Linked DNA regions of Mus musculus: all the other regions are linked to region 3. Evidence: chromatin contacts called from public Hi-C data. All regions are on one chromosome and are shown on one strand. Each heading gives the region's core, a stretch centred on a gene start, on an enhancer-like site or on the middle of the called end of the contact. The rest is flanking DNA. Distances are from core to core; before and after follow the strand shown.

Evidence for each region. A called contact is a pair of places that touch in the nucleus more often than the background predicts.
Region 1: a contact with region 3 is called in a Hi-C map of stem cell-derived neural stem cells, with 2.3 times the contacts expected there. The contact joins the enhancer-like site here to the promoter of 4933433G08Rik in region 3. A contact is called at or near these places in 6 of 484 Hi-C or Micro-C datasets (bone marrow-derived macrophages, cerebellar granule neurons, epidermal suprabasal cells and 2 more), 5 of 115 datasets of contacts at active chromatin or transcription factors (astrocytes, embryonic basal ganglia, embryonic stem cells and 1 more) and 1 of 9 other capture datasets (embryonic stem cells).
Region 2: a Hi-C map of bone marrow-derived macrophages shows a contact between it and region 3, with 11 read pairs. The contact joins the enhancer-like site here to the promoter of 4933433G08Rik in region 3. A contact is called at or near these places in 4 of 484 Hi-C or Micro-C datasets (bone marrow-derived macrophages, hematopoietic stem and progenitor cells, liver and 1 more), 2 of 115 datasets of contacts at active chromatin or transcription factors (embryonic basal ganglia and large pre-B cells) and 1 of 9 other capture datasets (embryonic stem cells).

The regions. Positions count from the first base shown.
Region 1 is chr9:61,886,421-61,889,624 of GRCm38.p6, forward strand. All of the region lies in intron 1 of Gm34974 (a long non-coding RNA gene), which reads right to left. Among named protein-coding and RNA genes, the nearest start is that of Gm34974, 11 kb to the right of the region's middle. Within about 2 kb of position 1,706, at least 19 of the 459 cell types and tissues checked have an H3K27ac peak or open chromatin away from gene starts, as enhancers often do. A contact at or near this core is called in stem cell-derived neural progenitor cells and stem cell-derived neural stem cells, where this site is marked.
Region 2 is chr9:61,828,848-61,831,835 of GRCm38.p6, forward strand. No RefSeq gene overlaps it. Among named protein-coding and RNA genes, the nearest start is that of Gm34828, 7.9 kb to the left of the region's middle. Within about 2 kb of position 1,599, at least 19 of the 459 cell types and tissues checked have an H3K27ac peak or open chromatin away from gene starts, as enhancers often do. A contact at or near this core is called in bone marrow-derived macrophages, where this site is marked.
Region 3 is chr9:61,103,947-61,106,941 of GRCm38.p6, forward strand. 4933433G08Rik (RIKEN cDNA 4933433G08 gene) reads right to left here and starts at 1,440. Exons shown (of 2, transcript NR_105026.1): 1 at 1,208-1,440; 2 at 1-678. All of the region lies in intron 2 of Gm34004 (a long non-coding RNA gene), which reads left to right.

The DNA of each region.
Region 1 (3,204 bases), core at 456-2,955, 780 kb after region 3:
CAAGAAATGCAAACACATCCACATATGCATGCGAATATACACATATGCACATCCATAAACACACACTCATATGCATGTATACACATACAAACATCCATAAACACACCCACTCACACATGCATATATATATACCCATACACATCCATAAACACACACATTCATATGCACATATATACACATCCATAAACACACACACGTTCACACATATACATATATACATACATACACACACATGCATACATACACACACACTCACACATGCACATATATACATACACACACTCACACATGCATATATATACACACATCCATAAATACACACACGTTCATACATGTACATATATACATACATACACACTCACACATGCACATATTTACATACATACATACACACACACTCACACATGAACATCTATACATACACCCATCCATAAACACATACACACACTCATATGCACATATATACATACACGCATCCATAAACTCATACACACAAATGCATATACACATACACACATCAAAACCCCACATACTCACGAGCACATATACACGTATAACACACACTCCGAGAAATTAAAAGACATAATATAAGAAATGAAAAAAACACTTCAAGGCTGTTGTTGCCTTTTGCTCTGTTCCGTGTTATTGGGCAGTTTTGTTGGGTTTTGTTTTGTCTTACATTATTTATTTATTTGGAGACAGCACATGCATGCTATGACACACATGTAGAGGTCAGAGGACAACTTGAGAGAGTCGGGCCTTTTCTTCCATGGTGTGGACCCTGGAAAAGAACTCAGATCAACAGGCTTGGCAGCTTAGTGCCCTTACCCACTGAGCCATCTCACTGGGCCCTGTGTTAGAGGGAGCTTTGTGTGGCCTTGTTTGTTTGTTTGTTGTTTCGAGATAGAGTCTTGTGCATCCCAACTTAGCCTAGAGCTCAATTTGTGACAACCACTGTCCTCTTCTGCTCGGGACCTTCCCAGGACCCCCCTCTGGCTTATTTGACAAAGCCTGGGGTCCTGAAAAGAGCTAACAGTAACCTCACCTTCCACCCTGACAAAACCTCAAGTGACTGACTCTCTGTGGCCTACGAGACAGGCCATCTGCTCCCTTCCTGCCTGGGTTTGTGACTCCCCCTCTCTACCAGAAGCATTTTTTTCTCTTGTCTACCTCACCAGCCTCATGCACCTGTTGAGGTGGGTCATCTTGACTAGCGTCCTCCCCACCTCCTTACCTTCCAGGGCTCGAGTGTGGGAAGCCTGAGCCCCTGCATGTGTCCCCTCCCTTCCTCTGTTCCTTTGCTTTCTCCTGTCAATCATTCATTCATTCATTCATTCATTCATTCACGTCTCAAGGCACAGCACCAGCTTCTCCCCTGTGCCCCAACCAAAACAAGCCACTTCCCGCTCAGGGCTAACGGCCACTCCTATACGATGCTGGCCACCCTTCTGGCCTGGCCTGTGTGCCAATGCACCATGGAGAGCCCCAGACTGGAGGGGAACTGCACTCCTTGCCCCTTGTCATCACTTTCTGGGGTTCTTTCCTGGCTTCTGTCCTCACATCTCTGCCAGGTCCAGCTGCTGGGACCATCTTTGAAGACATTCCTGTAAGGTGGGACAATTCACCATGTCAGCTCCAGTTGCAGAGAGCTGGTCCCAACTCCCAGTGGATGAATGCCAGAGCCAAGCTCCCAGACCCTCCGGAGTTGCCATGCAGGCAGCCAGCCAAAGGCCTCTAGAGGAAGATCAGGGAGGATGCCATCGTAGATGAAGGGGTAATGCAGAGTGAGGTTGGACGGCAGCCAGAGAGGGAAAGTGCCGTGTTGAACGGGATAGAATGTTCTCACAGGGTGAGTCTGCCCACATCATAGCACAAGACCAGCCTAAAGGTGAGGAGTCAGAAGCAGGATGCAGGATTCCTTACCCCTGATCTCCCACGAGGCTGCAGGAGTCTCCTCCCTCTCCCTCTCTTCCCTCTCCCCTTCCCCCTCCCCCTCCCCCTCCCCCTCTCCCCTTCCCCCCCCCCTCTCTGTATTTATGTCTGCATTTGACCATGATGAGCACGTAGAGGTCAGAGAACAGCCTTGGGTATTGGATCTTGCCCTCCACCTTATTTGAGACAGGGTCTGTAAAATTTCTTACTGCTCCATGCTCCAGGCTAGCTGGCCTGTGATTTTTCATTGAATCTCCTATTTCTCCCTCCTATTTCACAGTGGGAGTATTGGGATTACAGATGTGCACCACATCTGGCTCCGTGTGGGTTCTGGACAGGTGTTCCAGCCTGCATAGCAAGTGCCTTTATCAACTCTGCCGTCTCCCTAGGCCAGCTTTTAATCTTTCTGAGGACTTTTTTTTTACATACTAAATTTATTATTTGTGTCTCCTGCTCCCCAACGAATGTAATGGGGGATAGGCACATGTGTGGTGATGGTAAGAGTCTGGAGATCAGACCACACTCGTGAAGTCTGGCTCTCCTTCCACCTTATGTGGTTCTAGGAATCAACTGAGGTCACCAAGGCTTCACAGTGAGAGCATTCTCCCACTGAGCCTTCTCTTGGCCCATGGCGACCCCTTCCTGTAGAACGATCCCATGATCCCCCTCTCTGGAGTCTATCTGCCTGAGAAGCTCCTGAGAAATGTTCTTAATTTTTATTTTATTATTTTATGTGTGCAGGTATGTTTGCCTGTGTGGATGTCTGTGAACCACATGAGTACCTGGTGCCCAGAGTCCAAAAGAGGGCTTCAAATCCCCTGAAACTGGAGGTTCAGATGGTCATGAGCAACCATGTGTGTGCTAGGAACTGAACTCAGGTCCTCTAGAAGAACCGCCAGTGCTCTTAGCCACCAAGCCTCTCCTGGCAGGTTTTGATATGTGCATTTGCGGGCTGCTGCAGCTGAACTGTGCTGTGAAGTAGGAGGGGAAGGAATGTGACAGCCAACGCAGGGAAGGGGAGTACATTACATACATACATGCATACATACATACGTAAATTATAGAGGAAGAGAAGCCAATGGGAGGCGGGGAAGTTGAGAGTGTAGGGTAGGAGAAGAGATCCCAGCAGGATTCTAAGTCAGGTGCCCAGCCACAGGCTTCTCTGAGTGCTTCGGAGAGTCCCCCCACCCCCACACGTGGGTCTCTGTGAGCACATGCTCTTAGATATGGAAAAAAGCAAGGGGCTGATTCAACTCTGGGCCTCATCTGTAC
Region 2 (2,988 bases), core at 349-2,848, 730 kb after region 3:
ACCAGATGCAGGGTGGGCCTAGTGGTATAACAAGACACTCCACAAGGACTGAAGATGCCTCCAGTGATGAAGAGGAGGAAAACACTAGCACCCTACCTCAGGAGCTCTAAGGAGGTAACAGGCATCTGAGAGCCATCCAGGGTGCTCACGAAGCCCAGTGGTGAGGGATTAGCTCTGTGGACACTGCTGAACTCTAAGACTCTAGGATGGAATCCTGGGAGTGCTGGAGACATCCAAAAAGTGGTCTCTCTCCCTACTACATCCCCAAGCATCCAGAGCTTGAGCCAAGGTAAATAGACTGAAGGACTGAGGAAGACTTGCATCTCTAGCCAGTCCCACCCAGGAGTAGCCTTATGAAGAGGTTGGAGCCTCAGGAGTTGGCCATCCTAGAGGAGGGACAACAAAGTCATTCCAAAAAGAAGTACCCCACAGCTGAGTGCCAAGGAACAGTTCCATGTCCCGCCCCAATCCATCCCTAGGTGACTGCCCACAGATCATGCCTGACATTCTGGAGGACAGATCATCTGCCCATGTGGGAGGGGTCACAGCCGGGAAGTAAAGGACAGTGACCTACAGAAGACAGATAGGGAGTGTGGGAAATTTGGTGTCACTAACAACCTCTCTTCCTAGAGAGCCAAGCAGGGCTAGAGGTGACAGATTTCACCTGACCTTGGTCTTGTGTGATCTGGAGATGTGTCAATCATGACCACGTGCCAACACCAAAGGAGATCAAACAGGAGCAGAGGCTGGAACAACTCCTGGCAGAACAGCACAGCCAGCTAACAACTCTCAGAGTCTGTTTCCTTCCCATCCCTTCCCCAAGACCAAAGTGCCTCCCTGAGCCTGATCCTCAACACATGGACCTCAAGGTACAAGGACCAGATGAGAACCCCAGATCACCTGAGCCCCTTTTTACAGAGACGGAAACCGAAGCTCTGGAAAGGAAAGGCTCAGCAGAGCATACATGCAGCTGCTGGAACGGAACACCAGTTCAAAGCAGAGCAAGGATGAAGCTCTCCATCCCACATGGCACCACCCCTGCATCACCCCACCCCCAGGCGCATCTGTCCGTGAAAACTGTTACTGTCAGTCGCCGCCCTCCCCAACCTCCATCCTTCCCTTCTTCCTGAAACCAGAACATTGTGCAGAGTAGAGAGGTGGGAGTAGGGCAGCCAGTGGGCAGAAGTGTGATGGTGAAACTCAAGGTACTGGAGAGAAGAAGTCTGGGGACAGCCTCATCACTTTGGGCCATGCAGCCTGGCTGTTGGTACACTGCGCCCCACTGTGCTTTGTCCTGGCTCCTAGCTTGCCCTCCCAGGTTTGACGCACAGCAGTGAAATGCAGAGCTGACCGAGAGAAAAAGCACCTAATCATGTAAGACCCACTCCTGAGAAGCCAAGGCGCGTCACACCCCCAGGTCCTGGTCCCAGGTGCTCTCTGTAGCCCACTGGATGTAGTTGGCCTCATACAGCCATATGAAACTACAGTTAAAAAGGCACAGCAGCAATCCGGAGCTCTCCCTGTTTACGACAGAGTACCACCTCCTACAGCAGCCGCACCACCTTCGCCCACACATGCCTGATGCCACCAAAACAGGCTGTCACAGCAGAGACAGGCCTCTGGTGCCCTCTACTGTTTGACACTCCTGCACCATAGCTGGAGGATGGCACCAAGGCTGGCAGGGGAGACTGGGGAATGGCACCTGCCCCCATTGGGTTGTCCCAGTTTATAACAGCCCCTCCATCCATTTTCCAAGGGGATCCAAAAAAGCATGATACCGCTGCCAGGGGTAGATCAGCAGGGTGTGTCTTGTTGACAGACCACCTAGAGGAATGGCTTGCTAGTGAGCCAGCATGGTAGTGCACATCTGTAATCCCACACCCAGAGAGGCTGAGGCAGGAGGATCCCAAGTTCCAGCCAATCTGGGATGCCTAGGGAGACCCTGATCAGAAAAGAGCTGCTAGTAAGACAGGCTCCTCTCCATCATGGACTGTCTCTCTGCAGAGGCTGCTTCCAGTGTCCCCAACTTGTAGTTCAAGGTCATCACTACTCACAAGGACAATAGCCTCCCTAATTCTGCCCTACTTAGGATCCCCAAGAGTCAAAGAACACAGAAGTAAAATAGCTAGAGATGTATGGCTAGGTATGGAGAGCCACATACAAAGACACATGCCTCTCTCTCCTCTCTCTCTCTCTCTCTCTCTCTCTCTCTCTCTCTCTCTGTCTGTGTGTGTGTGTGTGTGTGTGTGTGTGCGTGCGCGCGCGCTCATGAATATACATATAAAGAGAAAGAAGGAGGTCGAAAGGGAGAAGGGGAAACTGTTGTGAACTGTCCCCTGTCCACTGTCTGCAGAGCTGACCAGTGCCTAAAGCTTTTGGGACGAGATGACATAGCCGGGAGTGTCTAACCCACCTGACAGCAAGTACAGGCCAGAATATATGGGAATTTGGCCCAAGACAAAACTTTAAACTTACTTAAAATACTATGAAGTGGTTTCTGTTGCAATTTTTGTAACTTGAGTGCATGATTCTCAATCACGAACTCTGTAGATGATGTCATTCTGCCTGCTGCCACTCAAAATAACCATAGGCCTGGTCTAGCAATGCCTGGGCCATGGGTAGGATGTCCCTGGAATAAAGTGCAGCTCAAGACAACTCTTCATCAACCAATATGCCCCCAGAGAAGCCAAAGAGAGGGGCTCCTCGGCTCTAGATCACAGTCTCTAGTTCAACTTCACAACATCGGCCTGGAATCCACTGGATTTCTAATCACCTAGACAGAAACAGGCAGTGGGCTTGATTGATTTAAATGTTAGTCTCGGACATAAAATATTTTGTGATACCTTGGCTGGTGTCTGACTAAACCACCAGTCACCGTAGCATATGCAAATCAACACATGCCATCAGCCATCGCACTCCTCGTGGGCTTTGTGTGTCCACCAAGCATGTGCCAAAGTATCAACTCTGCGCCAGATCATGGGAAACCTT
Region 3 (2,995 bases), core at 190-2,689:
ACAGCCTCTGATTACGTGCCACTTTTGTCTCTAACCCCCAAAGTGACAACTATATAGCCTAATGTGGAACGGGCCTGAGAATCACTGGCAACGAATCCCCTACCTCAACCCATACCTTTCTGAACTTTTTAGTCCCTTTTCAAAAGAGCTGATGTGAGAATATAAGCAACCATGCTCTGTCTTGACCTTACAATGCTAACATTCATGACCTTGCTGGGTTAGATGTCCCTCAAGCCTGTCTAGGCTGCCAATCTGCACGTTTATACTGTCATCTTCTTGATTCCTACCAGGGCCTTTCACCTTTCAGACATGATCACGTGGGGAGCGTGTCTCTCCAACACACCTGAATGCATCTGAGTTAGCACCTCCTCTCTGGCTGGCCGTGTGACCTTGGGTAAGTCGTTCAACATTGTGGGTTCTGTTTCACACCCAACAGGTAGGAATGGCAAGAGCCCTTGTTTCACTGCTCATGGTAAATAAGACATGACAAGAAGGTGCCCAGGCATGCTCAGCCTGGTGCTTGGTTTACCTAGGCACTGGGACTGGCTGTTACAGAGGCCCACTGTGGGCTTCTGCACAGTTGTCCTCTGAAGGGGTGGGAAGCTTCAGAGGGAGATACTGTGCTGGAAGAGGCACTTGTTAACTTCCGCTGTGTTCTTCTGTCTGTCGCAGTGTTATCTGAAAAGACCGAGTTGTTTCCTGTTACTAACATGTTCTAGTCCTGATGTCCCGTTCTTGGTCATTTTCCCAGGCTCCCCACCTGGCCCTGGTGTGCCTCGTGCCTGAGACTTTCTTCATTTGATCCCTAGCAATCAAGCCCCCAGGTGGTCCCTGCCCCATACTTCTCTGGAGGGACAGCTTCTAATCCGGTCTTGTATAGTATTGACGGGGATGGATTTATTAAATGTCTTCCTCCCGAGCATCTAGATTTCTATGTCCATAAATTATTAGGTCTTGAAACCTTACTCCCGCCTCTGTCTGTACATCTCTGTGACATTCCCACAATCCTTCTTCCTTAGTATTCCCAGGAGTATGGTCTGAAGTAGTGAGAAGAGTCGCCTAGAAGCAGCAGTCAGCCAGTGCAGCTCAAGACATAGGCCCTAGCTGGGGATCTTCTGTCTGTATTGGGCTAAGGCCATCACTCCAATTGTGGTCTGGGCGCTCTCAGCCTTTCAACTGAGGGAGGATGTATATGGAAAGCATTTACCTTTTCCCTTTCCTTTGGGGCTCAGGACTTGGGGCCTGGTGGTAGCAAGCTAGCCACACAACTCAGCTCATCAAATGCTGTTGCTCAGTGGTTAGCACTGTGAGCTGCTGTGGTCAGTTAGTCAGTTACACCTTGTATCCATGGAGAAAACAAGAGAATGGACAGACACGCAGAAATTTCTGCTCACTGCCATGGGAAAGTCACTCTGTTTAAGCAAAGATGCCCTTGGATTGAGTGCTGTTCTCCCAGATTCTAGATTTGGCAATAGAATTTGGAATAGGGACAAAGAAGATTCTGGAATTGTATTTAAGGAGGAAAGAAGAGAAGCCTGTGGCTAATATCCAGAGATCTTAGTGGCTAGAGGCCTCACAGGGGGTCTTTAGAAATGCAGGACAAGGGAGAATGTCAGAGCAAACAGGAAAGCCTGGCCACACAGGCCCCAGGTCATCCTGGTGTGACCCTCTCTAGCCATGTCGTGCTCGGCAGATGCCCAGGAGACGTGGCCTGGTTAGGAAGCTCTATTTCCCATAATTAAGACCTTCAGCTTCCACAGCCACAAGGGTAGGGCTGTTGTCTCTATCATCCTTGCATCTCGTTCTCTCTTCCCACTTCCTCATTTGATGGTTGTGCCCTCACAGGGTGGATCCGAAAGGTGAGATTACTCAGAATCTGAGGTTGGCAATAGAAAGTGATGTGAGGTGTTCTGGTAACTCTGCTATTGATGCTGGGGCACTCACCACGGGCCAGACTCTGCGTCTGGCACTAGGGCTGCAGCGGCAGGTAGGCCTCTGGGCTCACTTCACAGGAGGCTGTGAGAATGAACCAGGAGACCCCCGTGGAAACAGTGCCCCCATAGAGACTGAGCAGGCTGCTGAACTAAAGTGGAGCACGGAGCGCTCTGCCTGCCAAACTAAGAACCATGCTCTCGTGAGCAGAGATGACTCAGAGAATGGCTCGGAACAAAGGAGTGGGATGAGCTGATTTTGTTTTTGAAACTTTTAATTCCAAAACTAAATCACACTCATAAAAAGATAAGATAGCGTGAAGAAAGCATGAGATTAAAGTTCTTGTGGTGTCCCCCCACTTTGCGGCACCAGTTCCTTCCCAGGGAAGTCCTCAGTGGATGCATCTGTGTACTTTCTTGATTTATTTATTGACTGCATTTAAGAACATATGTGCTTTTTTCACAGAAATAATATTAAGATGCACACAAGTTAGCTTATTAATAGCTGGCTCTCATTTCATGTGGGTACATATAAATTAATCTTATTAATAACTGGCTCTCATCTCGTGTGGGTGCATGTAAGTGAATCTTGCTTGCTGATGGGGATTTATTTTGTGGTCACTTTTTAAAAAATGGCCACCAGGTGCTGGAAGAGGTGGCTCTGCAGTTAAGAGAGCTGAGTGCTCTTCCAGGATCCCAGATTCTATCCCCAGCTGCTCATACCCATCTCTAGTCTCAGTTCCAAAGGATTTGATGCCCTCTTCTGGCCTCAGACACTAGGTACCTACACAGTGCACAGACACACATTTGGGCAAAACACCCATGCCCATCATACACATAAACATTTGATTTTGTAATGGTCACTAACTGTGATGTTGCCTTTCTGAACTTTGAGCTGAAAATTGAGTGTCTGAATAGTAAATTTTGTTTCAACTATATATTTTTTTTTTTGGTTTGGTTTGGTTTGGTTTGGTTTTTCGAGACAGGGTTTCTCTGTGTAGCTCTGGCTGTCCTGGAACTCACTTTGTAGACCAGGCTGGCCTTGAACTCAGAAATCCGTCTGC